Linked DNA regions of Mus musculus: region 2 is linked to region 1. The links are chromatin contacts, called in public HiChIP or PLAC-seq maps. All regions are on one chromosome and are shown on one strand. The core of a region is the stretch at or near the end of the contact, and the rest is flanking DNA. Distances in the headings are between cores, read along the strand shown. Region 1 overlaps Stum (mechanosensory transduction mediator). Region 2 overlaps Gm31986 (a long non-coding RNA gene).

Region 1 (3,770 bases), core at 1,060-3,559:
AGTGTCAGAACACCCGACAATGCTGGATGCCCGCAAGCACCATGTAAAAATAATAATAATAAAAAAAGAAAGTACTGAACAGGAGCCAGGGGCTGAGCACAACTCCTCCAACAGGTGGGAAACTCAGAGCCACGGACAGACAGATGTAGATGCTATGGGGTGAGTCTAGAGCACCAGGTCTGGCCACACTCTGCCCTCCTTCTTCTGTTTGTCCATCTGTCCGCCCGTCCCTTCCTCCCTCCCTCTTTCCCCCATTCTTCCCACACACAGGAGCTTCCCTCTCTTCCTCCCTCCCTCCCTCCCTCCGTCCCTCCCTCCCTCCCTCTCTCTCTTCCTCCCTCCCTCTCTCTCTTCGTCCCTCCCTCTCTCTCTTCCTCCCTCCCTCTCTCTCTTCCTCCCTCCCTCCCTCCCTCACACAGGATATCCCTTCTCTCTGTGAACATTAATAAGCCTGCCTCTCCTCCAGCCTCATCTTTCCCAGCCCCCGAGGCCCATTCAAAGGGCCTTTGAGCCCGTTAGCCTGAAGACAGGGGAGCAGTTAGGAACCCACAGTCATTTTCTTAGCTCCATTTTGCACCATCAGATCCCTTTAAGGTCGAGTCATTCTCAGAACAACAGCGTTGTTTAAAAATACATTTTAAAAATATATCTATTAGGTTGGCTTCTCAAAACGCCCCAGTGATATCAACAAGCAATTTTCAGTGCCAGTGTTAAGCACGAAGCCCCAGCCCCGGGAGTAGTGACAAGTGTAATGTGAAGTAGTGGCTTGAGGGTGCTCTGAGGCTGTGTCGCTGTCATGGGAGTGCATCAACTCTGTCCAGGCAAAAGCCCAGCCTGCTGTGTGCCCTCACAGCAGGAAGAGATGCTTCAGGCAAGGCAGAGGTTAGTGGCAATTGAGGGATTTTTTTTTCTGTGTCACATTGTAGATCGTGGCTGTGTGCACCAGGCTACCCCCTTATAGCTATTTCCTGTCTCCATCCTCTTCTTTCCATGTCCTGGAAACCTGTGCTTCTCGCACACCTGCACTGTTGTGTACAGACAGACAGACAGGAGCAGCAAGGCAGACACAATAGATGGAATCGAGTGAGGACTATTTCAGCTTCTGTAAGGACTTGTCAGGGTGCCATTCAGTAAGCCCCGTGTTATTCTTCACAAAGAGAATTCACAGCGCAGGCTTTCTCAGGTCAAGGCCACCGAAAAGTCATTTGAACTTGAAAAATATGAGAGCTCTTGGAGAGCTCTTTGAAAAAATTTTTTTTCAGCTTGATCCCCACCCCACCCCACTCCACCCCATTAAATCTACTCACTTATTTAACAATTTTGATATGCACCTATTAAGTGTCTAAAATGTAGAAGGTTCTCGACTATATCTAGGGTCTACAAGGATATTCTTAGGAAGCTGAGCTTCGGTGGACACCAGGGAACCTAAGATGGGACCATGACCACAAAGGCTCATGCTGAAGGGACCAGTGAGTCTAAGTCTCTCACTTCATAGATACAGACACTGAAGCTCACAGGTAGGAATGACAGATTTCTCAGGGAACTATTTGATTAGCATCCTTTTGGCCAGGAGCCCTTTGAAATCTACTGAGGAGCCAGGACATCTGAACGTCGTCCTCAGGATGCATCTGAGCTGGTGATGCGGCAGGCAGGGCTTCTGATTCCCAGAGGGTGTGGATGTCAGCTTTCTCAGTGAGGAAGCGGACTGTGGGAGTAAGGCACAGGGGACAAGCAAATAGAGCAGGTGTGGACAAACCCTCCCGCCCAGTGACAGTTCTGAACAGTGCCAAGATATTGTCCAACAGCAGGGTGACTTTGCAGGCTCCGTCAAGTATCCAGGCTCCCCACCAAGAGTTGCCAGACTTCCCAGGGGCTCTAAGCTGGACAGCTCCTAGCTGATCAGGATAGGGTGGCTGAGTGACCATGAAGAGCTTGGATAGAGAGGGTGAGAGGACTGGCAGGCAGGCAGCCAGCCCTTGTTTCTATAGCGCCTGCCAGGGAGACATGAGAGAGCCTTTTGGTGTTGGCCAAAGTACCAGATTCCCCATGCCATGGCATTTCCAAGAGGTGGGGGTGGGGGGCAGGGAGTGGGGGGAGAGAAAGAAATAGCATTTAAAACAACAACGACAACACAAAACAAAAAAGCCACCAGTCATTTCTACAGAGACTGTGTGCTCTGCCCAGCCTCTTGTGTCCCAGCCCTTTGGCTCCCTAGGACCGAAAATGTTAAAGGAAATTGTGCTGGATTCATGCTCCGCCCTCTCAGCTGTTGCTTCTTGCCCTAATAGGAAACATCTCAGCAAGTTCTCCCCAGGGCCTGCTGTGGCATCTGGCTGGGCTGGTGCCTGTCTGGGGCTGCTATCTCCATCCCTTCCCTGCTTGCTTGGATTGCTAGAAAGAGAAGCCCTTGGCCTGGCTTACAAGCCCCTTTATGTTGCCTCTTCCTGGCAAGTTCTGCAGCGTCCGTGGCAGAGCCTTCCCTCGGACTCAGTGGGCAGGAATAAGGCTGTTCTGTAGATAGACTGATGGCTGTCTTAGTCCAGGTCTCAGAAGAAAGAGAGATGGTGATCTGTGGGGCTGCTGGCTTAGAAACCGCAGGAGCTGGGGGGAGTCCATGTGTTTGTGAGACACAACTGGGGCCAGGGGAGGGCATGTATTAGGGGCATAGTCGGGGTAGGAACTAGGAGGGACTCTCAGGCTTGGAGAACTGTTGTGGGTTAACAGTCCCAGTTGCAGTGTTCATGCAAACCCTTCTCAGGGGCCTCTGTAATCAGCTTGCTACTCACACCAGGAAAGATGCTGCCTGTGCCCTGGACTACTCGACGCCTGACCCTACCTGCCCTGGGGGGTTGGAGGTGAGGTGGCGTAGAGTCAATGACACAGACTCTGGGAGCAAGTGAGAAACTGCAGCAAGCTCATCTGAGTGCTGCTGCAAGCTCCTTTAATACCCTCCACCTGAGCTCCATTCATCCCAAGAAAGCATCTCTTCTGAACAGCAGTTCCTGATTGGCTGGCATTCTCTGCACGAACAATCCTTGGTCTCTCAGGCAGTTCTCAATTAGGTCCTCCTGTGGGAGATGCTTTTATGGCTGCGCCCCTGGCATTTACATAGAGGTGCCCCCCCCTTATTCCGGCTACAGAAAGGACTGTTCCTTGTGTGCCAAAAGTTGAACTAATGAATCCCTACCCCAAGAGAAATTTAGTCTAATTGAGATTATACCTCTTTTATGAAAGACCTACCTCTCCCTGGAGTAGCCAGGGAGCAGTGAGTTGATGGGCATCCAAAGGCCTGGGTCAGCCAGCTTCCTGTTGCTATAAGAAACATCCTAGATAAAACTGGCTTGTACAGAAGAATGGTCATTTATTTAGGGTTCATAAATTCAGCCTATGGTCAGTTGGCCCATGGCTCTGGTCCTGGGGCACAACACTGTGGTAGGAGCCTGCTTCAGAACAAAAGTAGTCACCTCTTGGTTAGGAAGGAAAAACCAAGAGAGAACAGACGGCAGCCCCCTGCCCCCAATTCCCTTCGAAGGCGTGTCCCTGATGACACAGGGCCCTATTTGTTAAAGGTTCTACTACTTCCAGGAACAACAAGCTGGGGACCAAACCTTCAACACATGGGCCTTTGGAGGGAATTCAAAAGCTAAACTAGCAGGGTGTTTTTTAAAAAGTTGTGCTAAGTTGGTGGATATAACATAAATTTTACCAGCTTAACTAATTCTAAAAAATTTTGTGGTGTGCATGTGCGTGTGTGTGTGTGTGTGTGTATT
Region 2 (3,344 bases), core at 205-2,704, 90 kb before region 1:
ACAACCCTTCACCTCTACAGGCTCCAGCTAACTTGACTCTACAGCAGCACCTAGCAGAACTCCAAACCTGGTTGGTTACCTGGTCTCCCATGGAAATTCCCTTCACATTCTTAGCAGCATCCCACTGCTGCCTCTAAGTTTGGCCTCTCTGAAACTCTGTCAACTCATTGTAGCCATTCTTTAACCTACACGTCTGTCCGTCTGTTGACTGTCTGATGTGTCATGTGTGTTCTGAGGGTTTATATTAGTTACGATGGGAACAAAAGAACCTGTCCTTCCCTTGGCTGCATAGCAAGGAGAGAGAGCTACTTGGCAAATTGCTGCCAACAACACTTCCATAGCTGGTGAGTTTATTATGACACTGTGGGAAGACACAAATGTATTCATCTATGTTCCCAACACAGTGAAATCGTGACATATGGCTGCAGGATTGAAGTGTGCCTCCTCTCCAGCCTCCTTCATTCACTCTGCATCCATCATCCCTCAGGGATGTACATCTGTGTGTGTACATCCATGGTGCTGGTCCCCATGCACAGACCCCTGTCTGTCTGCCAGGATATCCAAGCCATTCCGGCCCCTAGCTGTCCTCGCAAGGTTGGCAGCTGTTTTGCTCACCTCACACAAATTCCTGGGCTCATGGCTGTGCACCACAGCAGTCCTCAGTCTTCTCAACACCCGGTCACTTGCACCAGAGCTCCTAGTGGCCAGAGGTGTGGCATCTCAGCTCTCTGTGTTCTGTCTATCAGTGTCTAGGAGTGATGTGTTTATAAAAAGACAGAGAGGAGGAATGTTTTGTGGATGTGTAGTCAGGTGTGGGGGAGGGGGTGCCATGCTAAGGTATCCCTTCTCCCTGAGGGACCAGCCACACGACCACAGTGTAGTATAGAATAGAGTTTATTGAGGGTATAGGGAGGGGAGTTAAGAGGGTGGTAGAGGCAGAGAAAGGGGGAGGGAGAGAGAGAGAAGTAGAGGAGTAGAGGCTGGCCATGAGCACTGGCGGCAGGGGGAAGGGGGAGAAAGTGGGAGCAGGAAGGCAAGATCAAGATGGGGGACATGCAGCCCCTTTTACCTTGAGTCAGGCACACCTGGCTGTTGCCAGGTAACTGTGGGGCGGAGCTTAGACAAAATGCTAACAGGGAGCTCCCGAGTTTGTGGAACCCAGGCCACAATGGCAGGTGGAGGGCCCTGGGCAAGACTTTTTGTTCCTTCTGTTTCTTCCCCCAACAAAAAGCACAAAAGCACCATTGTATTTTATCCAGTTCAACAACCACTCCGTGAGGGAATCTGTTTACAGGTCATTGCCCTAGGCTCTGGCTTGCCTGGGGTATAAGATACTCTTCCAGCTGAGAACCTCATTGCAATTTGCAGTGGTGCCTAGTTCCCTGTAGAGAGAGGCTGAGGTATGCTCAAGGGACACTCAGAGAGATGAAGGGCGGTGAAAGACTCCGAGAGCTCCAGGAAGCCTCAGCTCAGAGGCCACCTTCCTGCGGATTACCTCCGAGCTCTTTGGTAGACCCAGGGCTGATTAACAGCAGTAGCAGGCTTTTAGTTTCCTATGCGCCATATAAAGAGACCGACTCCAGGCTCACCCTCTGTGCGCAGTGAGAGCTTGGCACCCTGTAGGTCTCCATCTCCTCTTCTGAGAGAACACAGTAGGCACTCTGCTTTTGCCTGTGAAATGACTAGGAGCTGCTATTCTTGCAGGGTCTTTGTGATCAGGGAGGACTTGAAGAGCTAGGATCATGGAGGTGACACTGGGAAAGCAAGTGGTAAAGACACCAGCCTGTGGAGGTGTCCCTCACTCTGGGTCCTCTGTGGGACATCTAAGCAGCAGCCCACACCCACCCCAGAATTCTAGTTTTGCACGAAGACTCTTCTTTAGGACCAAGCCCCCTTACCCAGGGCTTCCACCACAGTGTCCGGATATTTGTGTGGGCTTGAAGGGAGATGTGGTCACCTCACAGTCCTTTCTCTCCCTCTCCCTGTAGGTCTGCCGCTGAACCTGTTGTTTGTAGTCCTGAGTGAGCTCTAGAACCATCAGGGGAGCTGTTTAGAAGTACCGGGCTTTATGTAATTGGCCAGAATGCAGGGGTCAGAGGCAGCCTCATTTCTCCAGCTTCTCTGATGATAGTTGCAGCCCTGTCTGTAACAGAACTTCCTGCCCCCCCCCCCCCCCCCACCTCCCGCTGCAGCCAGCATTCTGCTTGCTTTGATCTGCTCCAAGCCGGCCCGCACCAGCCTTTCTTTCGGGCGGGGCTCCTGCGCTTCTCCCTGTCCCTCCGCTCTTTGGTGTCTCACGTCTCTGAGCCCTCTCAGTACTGACTTTATACACGTCCCAGCAGACTGCTGCCGTGTGAATTACAGAGAGCAGAGCCATAGAGACTGCGCCTGGGAAACAAATTAAAACACTCAATCATTCAGCCAAGACAGGGAACAGGGGTAGAAAGACACTCAGCCCCTAGAGAGGGGCCAGGGAGGGATCCGGAGAAGGGAAGAAGTGGCTGGATCACAAGATGATATTTATGAAAAAAAGTCGCTGAGGCAGACTGAGGAGGAAGAGGAGGAATAAAGGGCGCACAGTAGGGGGCATCTGACAAAGGGTCCTAGTGATGGTTACTATGGATTGTCAATCGATAGGATCTAGAATCACCCCGGAGACAAATCTCTGGGCACCCGTATGAGGGAGTTTCTAGATCAGGTTAATTAACAGCCAGGCTGAAATGAAGGGAGAAAGCAGGCCCTTCTCTGCTTCCTGACTGTGGACACAAAGTAACCAGCTGCTTCGGCACCTGGGACTAAACCTTCCCTGCCAAGATGGACTTCATCCCTTAGAATTCAGTGAAAGTAACCCCTCTCACTTCAGAGGAGGTCTCACCATATAGCCCTGGCTGATCTGGAACTCACTATATAGGCCAGCCAGACCTCAAATCCAGAGAGCTACCTGCTTCTCCCTCTTAAATTCTGGGATTAAAGGCGTTTGCCGCCACGCCCTGAAGACTCTCCTTTTTATGTAGCTATTGTCAGGGAGTTGGTTGAAGGGATGAGGCAGATAACAATACAGTCCAATCTGATGAGGACCACCTCTGAGGAGGGGTAGGACAGAAGACACCTAGCAAGGAAGGTCCAGTATGCCCACTGTTTGTGCCAACTGGGTATGTGTGATATTAGCCAGATAGCAGTGGAGTGTTGGGTCCTGGGGAGATGGCTCAGCAACCAAAGTGCTGTGTGAATGTGAAGCTTGGAGTTCAGACTCCCAGACCGCATGCAAATGTTGAGTGGGTGGGACAGCTGCCTGTAACTCCAACCTCAGAAACTTAGGATGAGATTCTCTCAAGCAAATTGGC

Evidence for each region. HiChIP or PLAC-seq counts read pairs in DNA pulled down with a chosen protein or histone mark.
Region 2: an H3K4me3 HiChIP or PLAC-seq map of craniofacial prominence shows a contact between it and region 1, with 3 times the contacts expected there. The contact joins two enhancer-like sites. A contact is called at or near these places in 18 of 484 Hi-C or Micro-C datasets (the G1E-ER4 cell line, the NIH/3T3 cell line, bone marrow-derived dendritic cells and 12 more), 7 of 115 datasets of contacts at active chromatin or transcription factors (the 230-238 cell line, craniofacial prominence, embryonic stem cells and 2 more) and 4 of 9 other capture datasets (adipose tissue, embryonic stem cells, liver and 1 more).

The regions. Positions count from the first base shown.
Region 1 is chr1:180,457,025-180,460,794 of GRCm38.p6, reverse strand. The region is part of intron 1 of Stum (mechanosensory transduction mediator); the gene reads left to right. Among named protein-coding and RNA genes, the nearest start is that of Stum, 25 kb to the left of the region's middle. Within about 2 kb of position 2,309, at least 21 of the 459 cell types and tissues checked have an H3K27ac peak or open chromatin away from gene starts, as enhancers often do. A contact at or near this core is called in craniofacial prominence, where this site is marked.
Region 2 is chr1:180,546,936-180,550,279 of GRCm38.p6, reverse strand. All of the region lies in intron 3 of Gm31986 (a long non-coding RNA gene), which reads left to right. Among named protein-coding and RNA genes, the nearest start is that of Parp1, 20 kb to the left of the region's middle. Within about 2 kb of position 1,454, at least 89 of the 459 cell types and tissues checked have an H3K27ac peak or open chromatin away from gene starts, as enhancers often do. A contact at or near this core is called in craniofacial prominence, where this site is marked.